2 separate regions of the Gossypium hirsutum genome follow, and region 2 is linked to region 1. Evidence: chromatin contacts called from public Hi-C data. All regions are on one chromosome and are shown on one strand. The core of a region is the stretch at or near the end of the contact, and the rest is flanking DNA. Distances in the headings are between cores, read along the strand shown.

Region 1 (3,276 bases), core at 372-2,871:
TATAACTATTCTATGTGTTCAAAGTGAGGTTATAGCTAACAATATTTGAATATTCCACCATGAAATAGTGGTATGTATAAATTGATTTATCAATTAAAAGTTAAATGCAGGGCGTTATTGATTTATCTCGCTGCTGTTCTTTTATTAGTCAAAATACTATCTTGAGTGGTTTGAACTAAAAAATTTACAATGTTAAGTCAAAGTGATCTGAAATGAAAATTGATTTAGTAAATGAGAAAAGCAAACTACGCTATTAGTACACGTGTGTGTGTGCGTCCATTGTTTTCATGGTTTTTCATGAATTAGGTGCACCTTAAAAAATCTTATTGTTCTTTTCATGTCCAGATATATATCAAATACATGAATACTGAAAAAAAAGTTAAGAGCAAGAAAGCTTAGAAGTTCACTTTGTAAATAAAGTAAAATGGATTTTGCTTTGGGCAGTGATTCCTCCAAAGCATATAAAAGGTCTAAATCAGATGCATCACAAATCAACAACAAAACCCCCCAATATGCTGCAAAGGTAGCTAATCATTTGCTAAGACATTGGAGCTGAAGAAGTTTCAGTTGTCAGAAATCCCTTGACAGAGCTTTCAAAAACAAAGACCCTATGCTCTTAATGTCCCAGTCCCACAAAGTATCCAGCTTTGTCACAAGGGTGTTGCAAGTCCTATTTCATGAATTAGAAAACCAAGTTAGAAGTAGAACAGCTATGTTTGTACATCAAACAACATGCTTTCATGGATAGTCAAGTTTTATTCCATGACCATTAGAACACAGCATTATAACAATGCAGATCACACGGTTGTCTTCAAATACTTCAAGCTAACAATCCGAAGCCCATATTATTACTAGAAATTAGTACATATTTTTACATATATAATTCCTCAAAACAATTACAGCTAAGAGCATTGGAAGTCAATTTCTATATACAGTTTCTACTTCGGATTCTTGAATAACGTCAAAGGGAACGTAGGGAAGTGAAGGATAATTCATTCCTAAACTTGCAACAAAAACTATACTGCATTTGAAATTTATACCCAATTGTAGCATAAAAAAACTTGAACCAACAGAACAACTATAACGTTGATGAGACATTGATATATTAAACAATTGTTTCTTTTAAAAGGTATAGAAGAAAAACCTTGAGAGAGGCAGCTCCAACAGGAGGAATCGACGGCTATGCTTGATTGCAGGCGAGCAGATGCAATGGCACTATGAAGTGGCATCATCGACTCTAATCCTCCCAACGCCGAAACAATCCTTTAAAATTTAAAAAAAAATGAAGTTAAGAATTTGATAAAAAAATTTAGATGGAAAAAACACAAAGCAAGTACCTTGAGGCGCGAGGGAGGGATCTTGTTGAAGGATTTGGGATTAGGCTCTTTACAGTTAGGGTTTTAGACCGAGAAGCTAGGGTCCTCGAGCCAGCCCGCATTGCTGATCCGAAAAACGACGCCATCTCTCGCTGGTTTGGAAATTGGGTGGAGAGTTGAAACAAACACCGGGAGGCTGGCAGTGGTGTCTTCCTTAAACCCTAAAAATATCGGCTCAGAGATTTGAGATCCTGAGCTCCTTCGAAATGACGCTGTTGGATTGAAATGTTCTTCTTGGGCCATTGGGCCCTACTTTCTTTGAGCTGGACATTCATAAGTCCATATTAATGTAGCGCAGGATAAAACGATGTCGTAAAGAACTGAAAAGAGAAAATACCCGATTAATGAGGTGGGGAGGAGAAGCTTAGTTACAGCTCCGATCGAGATCAACGCCATCAACAATCAAAATCAATGGCTGCGATATTCGCTCGTAATTCTCTCAATGCTCTCCGAGCTCGACACCTCGTAAGAGCTCACTTTCCTCTTCTCCTTTTGATCCATACCTTAGATTTATATAATCATGGAATTGATTATTCATTAGAATTTGTTCATAGCCAGCGGGAATTAAAATGTTAGTTTTCTGGCACCTGATAATGTACAGAAATGAAGTTGTGGAAAAAGACGAGGCTCATATGTAGATTTAGGTTAGAGACTTTACCTCTGTTGTATATAATTTAAAATTTTATTCTCTTTTGTTTTACTTCAATTTCCATAAATTAAACTCTCGTTTTTTCCTGTTTTAATTGCTTTATCCATCGGCTCAAAAGCTATTATGTATTAACAGAACCTCACTGATTATTTGTCATCAACGTTGTTATGATTTTTCTGGGACTTGTATTTTTTCTTTTTGGATATTTTACTGATTCTTTTGGGTTATGTACTTATAAGCTGTGTCGGGGCAAGCGTTGCAAGGTTTACAAAACTATGGTCTGCAACTCAGTTCGCACTCCTACGGCACAAGAAAGGTCTTGCCTTACTCCCTCTTTGATCTTCCTTTTTATTATAGCTATAGCTATCTTGAAATTGGAAAAGTATTAAGAATTCTCTGGAATATGGATGGAAAGTGAAGATTATGAATTATTTTATGTTATTAATGGGGAGATATGTTTTGAGTTTTGGAAGAGCATGCGATGGGGAATAAATGCCTTTCAGTTTTCCACCACGGTTCTCCATGGAAATCATAAGAAATGCTTTAACAATTTTCTTCCATGCATGACCATCAATCCTAGTGTTTGATGGGACTTCTATTTTTAAGGCTGTTCTTTTGCTTGATATAAGATGTCTTGGTTCATGTGTGTTTTCATGTGTATTAACTGCAGATGATGTAGAAAGAGAGCAGCTTGCAAAGGAGATTTCTAAAGACTGGAGTTCTGGTAATATAGTGTGCACTGAAATGTTTCTGTCTCTATTTCTTGTTAGTAGTTCAATTTTATCTTTTTCAATTAATGTCTTTTTATATTCTTCTCAATGACAGTTTTTGAGCGAAGCATAAACACATTGTTTCTAATTGAAATGGTTAGGGGCCTCATGCTGACTTTCAAGTACTTCTTTGACTGAAAAGTTACAGTAAGTGTCCTCATGCTTCTTTTGAGCTTGCATTGAACATATTATGATACAAACCTGTCTTTCTTGTGCAGATTAACTATCCATTTGAGAAGGGTCCATTGAGCCCACGTTTTCGAGGGGAACATGTTCTCCGCCGATATCCAACTGGAGAGGAACGTTGCATTGCCTGTAAACTTTGTGAAGCTGTAAGTTCAACATTATCAGTTAGCTATATTACTTTTATTTGGTGGGAATGATACCAGCATGCAGTGATACAATATGGAATGACTATTATCAACCTGGGAGAAAGTATCCCCTGCCCTCTGGTATGGTCACCTGACTGGAGTGGGAGTCT
Region 2 (3,276 bases), core at 423-2,922, 340 kb after region 1:
TTAGCTTAAATAAATTGAGTTTGTTGGTTAAAATTAGATCATTCTCATTTTTAATGTTATCGTAAGTTAAATATTGTACATTAAAATATAAGGTTATTTATTGGTTAGATTCCTAATTAGGTTGATTGTGCTTTGTCACAATTCACCACTTGATTAGTAATTGAATACAAAAATAATTAAATTGATTATATATTTTAAATGTTATTTGAATTTGAATAAAATTGCTGTAGATTAATCGAATTAAAATTATTTTAAACTATTTGATTGTTTTAAGATTAACCCGAGAGCTTCTCAACTTATGAAATAAACTTGCAAGAGAGGATAGAAGGGTTCTTACTTTATTTTGTTTTGTTTTGTTTTATTTAATGATCATTTATAAATGTATTTATTTAATATATATCATATATGATGTGTAGAAGTGATTATGGATCGGGCTTCAATAGAATTTTATGTTTGTTTTCTAGGTTCGGGTCCGGTTCAAACAAAAGACACTAAAACTTAAGTTCAGCTCGACTTGTTCGTATTAATTTTTTTATATTATTTTTTTATATAAAAAATTAAAAATATATAATACATTAAATACACTAAAAATATTAAAATAAATATTTCCCAACAAATTGAAATTAAATTAAAAAAATTATTTACACTTAAATAACACTAATATAAGTACAACTTAACAAGTAAATACATTTAAAATAATAACAAAATTAATAATAAAATAAGAATTATACTATATTCAAATAATAATAACAAAATGATAACGAAACGCCAATAAAATAATGACAAAATACCAGCAAAAAAGTAATATTTCTTTTGTAAATTTGAGTCTCAAAACTCAATCTGTTTAAAAAACAAGTCGTTTGAAATTTTTTGGTTTAAACCCAAACCCTCCAACTCTGGTCTAATGATGCGAGACCTTTGGGGATTTTTTTATTATTCTTAACAAATAAAGATATTTTGAAAGGGAAGAAGATATTTCGGAGCCAACATGTAAAAAGGTTTTGGACTATATACCTTTACACAGAGAAATCATATATATAATATCATAAGTTGGTGCAACTCAAAAGGATGCAATATTACTGTGGGTCCAAATTTCCTAAGAGCCAATTTAAAAACATAGATTTCGAAAAAAACAAATATTGTTAAATTTGGTAAATTTCAAAATCAAGAAAATGAATCAACTTTGTATTAGAATTCTAAATTCAAATTAAAATGCTAATTAGAATGTTAATTTATATTAAAATTTGATTAACTTTATCCAGGGGCGTAGTCAAGGAGGGTTGGCATGGGCTTCGGGCCCCTTAAAATAGAAAATTTTATTTTAAGACTTTATATTTTTTTAAAAATTTTAAATTAATAAAAATAAAATTATATTTTGACCCATCCTAAAATTATAAAAATTTAACTTAACCTTTTACCAATTATAAAAATATAAACCATAAAAAATTAAAATTTTATGAGATCCCCTTAAAAAATTTTTTTGGCTCCACCCTAACTTTATTTTCGTTGTCATATCATTAAAATACATATCTTTTGCTTGTGTCATATAGATAGGACAGCATGGTGCAATTGAATTAATAAATTAGCATTTTCATTACAACAATAATTCGCGTCAAAAAGTAAAAACTCATTAAAAATATATGAATAGAAAAGTGCAGGTGTGTGGGACCCTGGTTTAATTCAGCTCCCAAATTTCATCGGCTCGACTCGCTAAAGACACGTGAAAATGTGGCTCTCGGCTTCCTAAGATGCCTTCTTTTTCCTTTCATTTCTTTCCTTCTTTCACCAATTACATCCCGTCCTTCATTCCCCCCTCCCCCTTTTTCTATCTCTTCCACCGTCCACAAATTCTCAAAATTCCCCAATTTAACTATATATTTTTCCTTATTTTCTGATCTTATATTCTCCATGGATCTGTGCTTCACTCTTGCTCTTCTCCTTCATCTTCCTTCTTTCTTTTCTTCATGAACTCTTGATTCCTCTTTCTCAGCCTTTTGAGGTGAGTTCTTACGCGGTTTTGACTTAATTTTTACTCTTTATTGCTTGCTCGCTTTAATACTGCTTTCTTTTAGCATCTTCGGTTGTTGTTTAGTTGGTGCATGGAGCTTGTTTACTCGTTTCGACTTCTTCCGATTTTTTACTACCTGCTCTGCTTTAGTAGTTTATGAGTTATGTTTCTCTAATTTTGCTTACGGAACAGTACAATCCGTTTTATTAGTAGCGATGAAATATAAAATAAGGGAAAGGATGAGTAAGTAGTCTTTTTTGTGCTGTTCTTTTTCTTCTTTATTTGAAAAGGATAGATTCGGTTCATGGAATGAACTCCAGAATCCAAATGTACTTCTTTATTTATTATAAATACGTTACGTTACAATGTGAAACGTCCTTTCTAATAGATAATTAAATATTTGTTTATTGGTAATTAAGTTAGTTTTTAACGAAAATAATATATGTTTTTTTGGATACAGAACAAAATAATAATTAAATATTTAGAAGAACTTTCAATACCAATGGAGAAAAGATCAATGCCTAATATATAGGTTCTAAACAAGAAAATTAATAATAATCCTAAATTTATCTTCCTACTAGGAACAATCAAACAATAATATGCTAAAATCAACCTTTTTGGAAATTTAACTACGGATTGCTTGATTTTGTAAAATATATCGCTTTTATAGTATATGTGGGATCGTGCTATCCAGTTTAAAATTCGTAGGAGGGACCAAACGTTGTAACTTTGGGAGCCTGGATTGATCATAAGGGTTTAACTAGTGCAATCGAAGAACTCTTTGGCTGCTTCAACCTTAAGGTTTCTAATTTACACGTCTGAGGTTCCCTGCTTTATGGGTTGAAATTGGGTAATTAGTTACGCATATAATTTGTTGATCCTTCAATTCCACTAAGCCCCATTTACTGGCCTTTATGAGCATTAGATTTGGATTTTCTTTTGTTTTTTAATTTCTGATTTCTAATTTCTTTGAATTTTGTTTTGGAACCTAATGGATATTATGTTTAATGGTGTTTGCTGATTTTTTTTTCAGTTAAGGTGCAATGAGCCTCTGAGACTTCTGAAATTAAAATAGAATTGATCATATCATGTCTGATCGTGTTGCAAAATCAGATTCTGATAGTGATGGAACAGCTAGGAAATCTATGAATCATTACCAAGCTGCTTGGATGGATCACTGGAAACATGCAAGGCACAAACCATCCACTGAGGTTCGCAGTCATTTACTGCACTCCCCTGGACCGAAAAAAGATGATCACGAAGATTTT

The links. Hi-C and Micro-C count contacts between places; a contact is called where the count stands out from the background.
Region 2: a contact with region 1 is called in a Hi-C map of leaf, with 2.0 times the contacts expected there. The contact joins the promoter of LOC107928803 here to the promoter of LOC107928787 in region 1. A contact is called at or near these places in 7 of 34 Hi-C or Micro-C datasets (callus, leaf and petal).

The regions. Positions count from the first base shown.
Region 1 is chrA12:4,078,626-4,081,901 of Gossypium_hirsutum_v2.1, forward strand. LOC107928787 (protein NONRESPONDING TO OXYLIPINS 2, mitochondrial) reads right to left here and starts at 1,622. Exons shown (of 3, transcript XM_016860056.2): 1 at 1,338-1,622; 2 at 1,145-1,263; 3 at 314-670. The coding sequence starts at 1,462. The coding sequence ends at 651. It overlaps LOC107928762 (BTB/POZ domain-containing protein At3g05675), which reads left to right. Exons shown (of 2, transcript XM_016860032.2): 2 at 1-125. It also overlaps the pseudogene LOC107928778.
Region 2 is chrA12:4,414,552-4,417,827 of Gossypium_hirsutum_v2.1, forward strand. It overlaps LOC107928803, which reads left to right and starts at 1,673. Exons shown (of 4, transcript XM_016860081.2): 1 at 1,673-1,999; 2 at 3,042-3,276. The coding sequence starts at 3,097.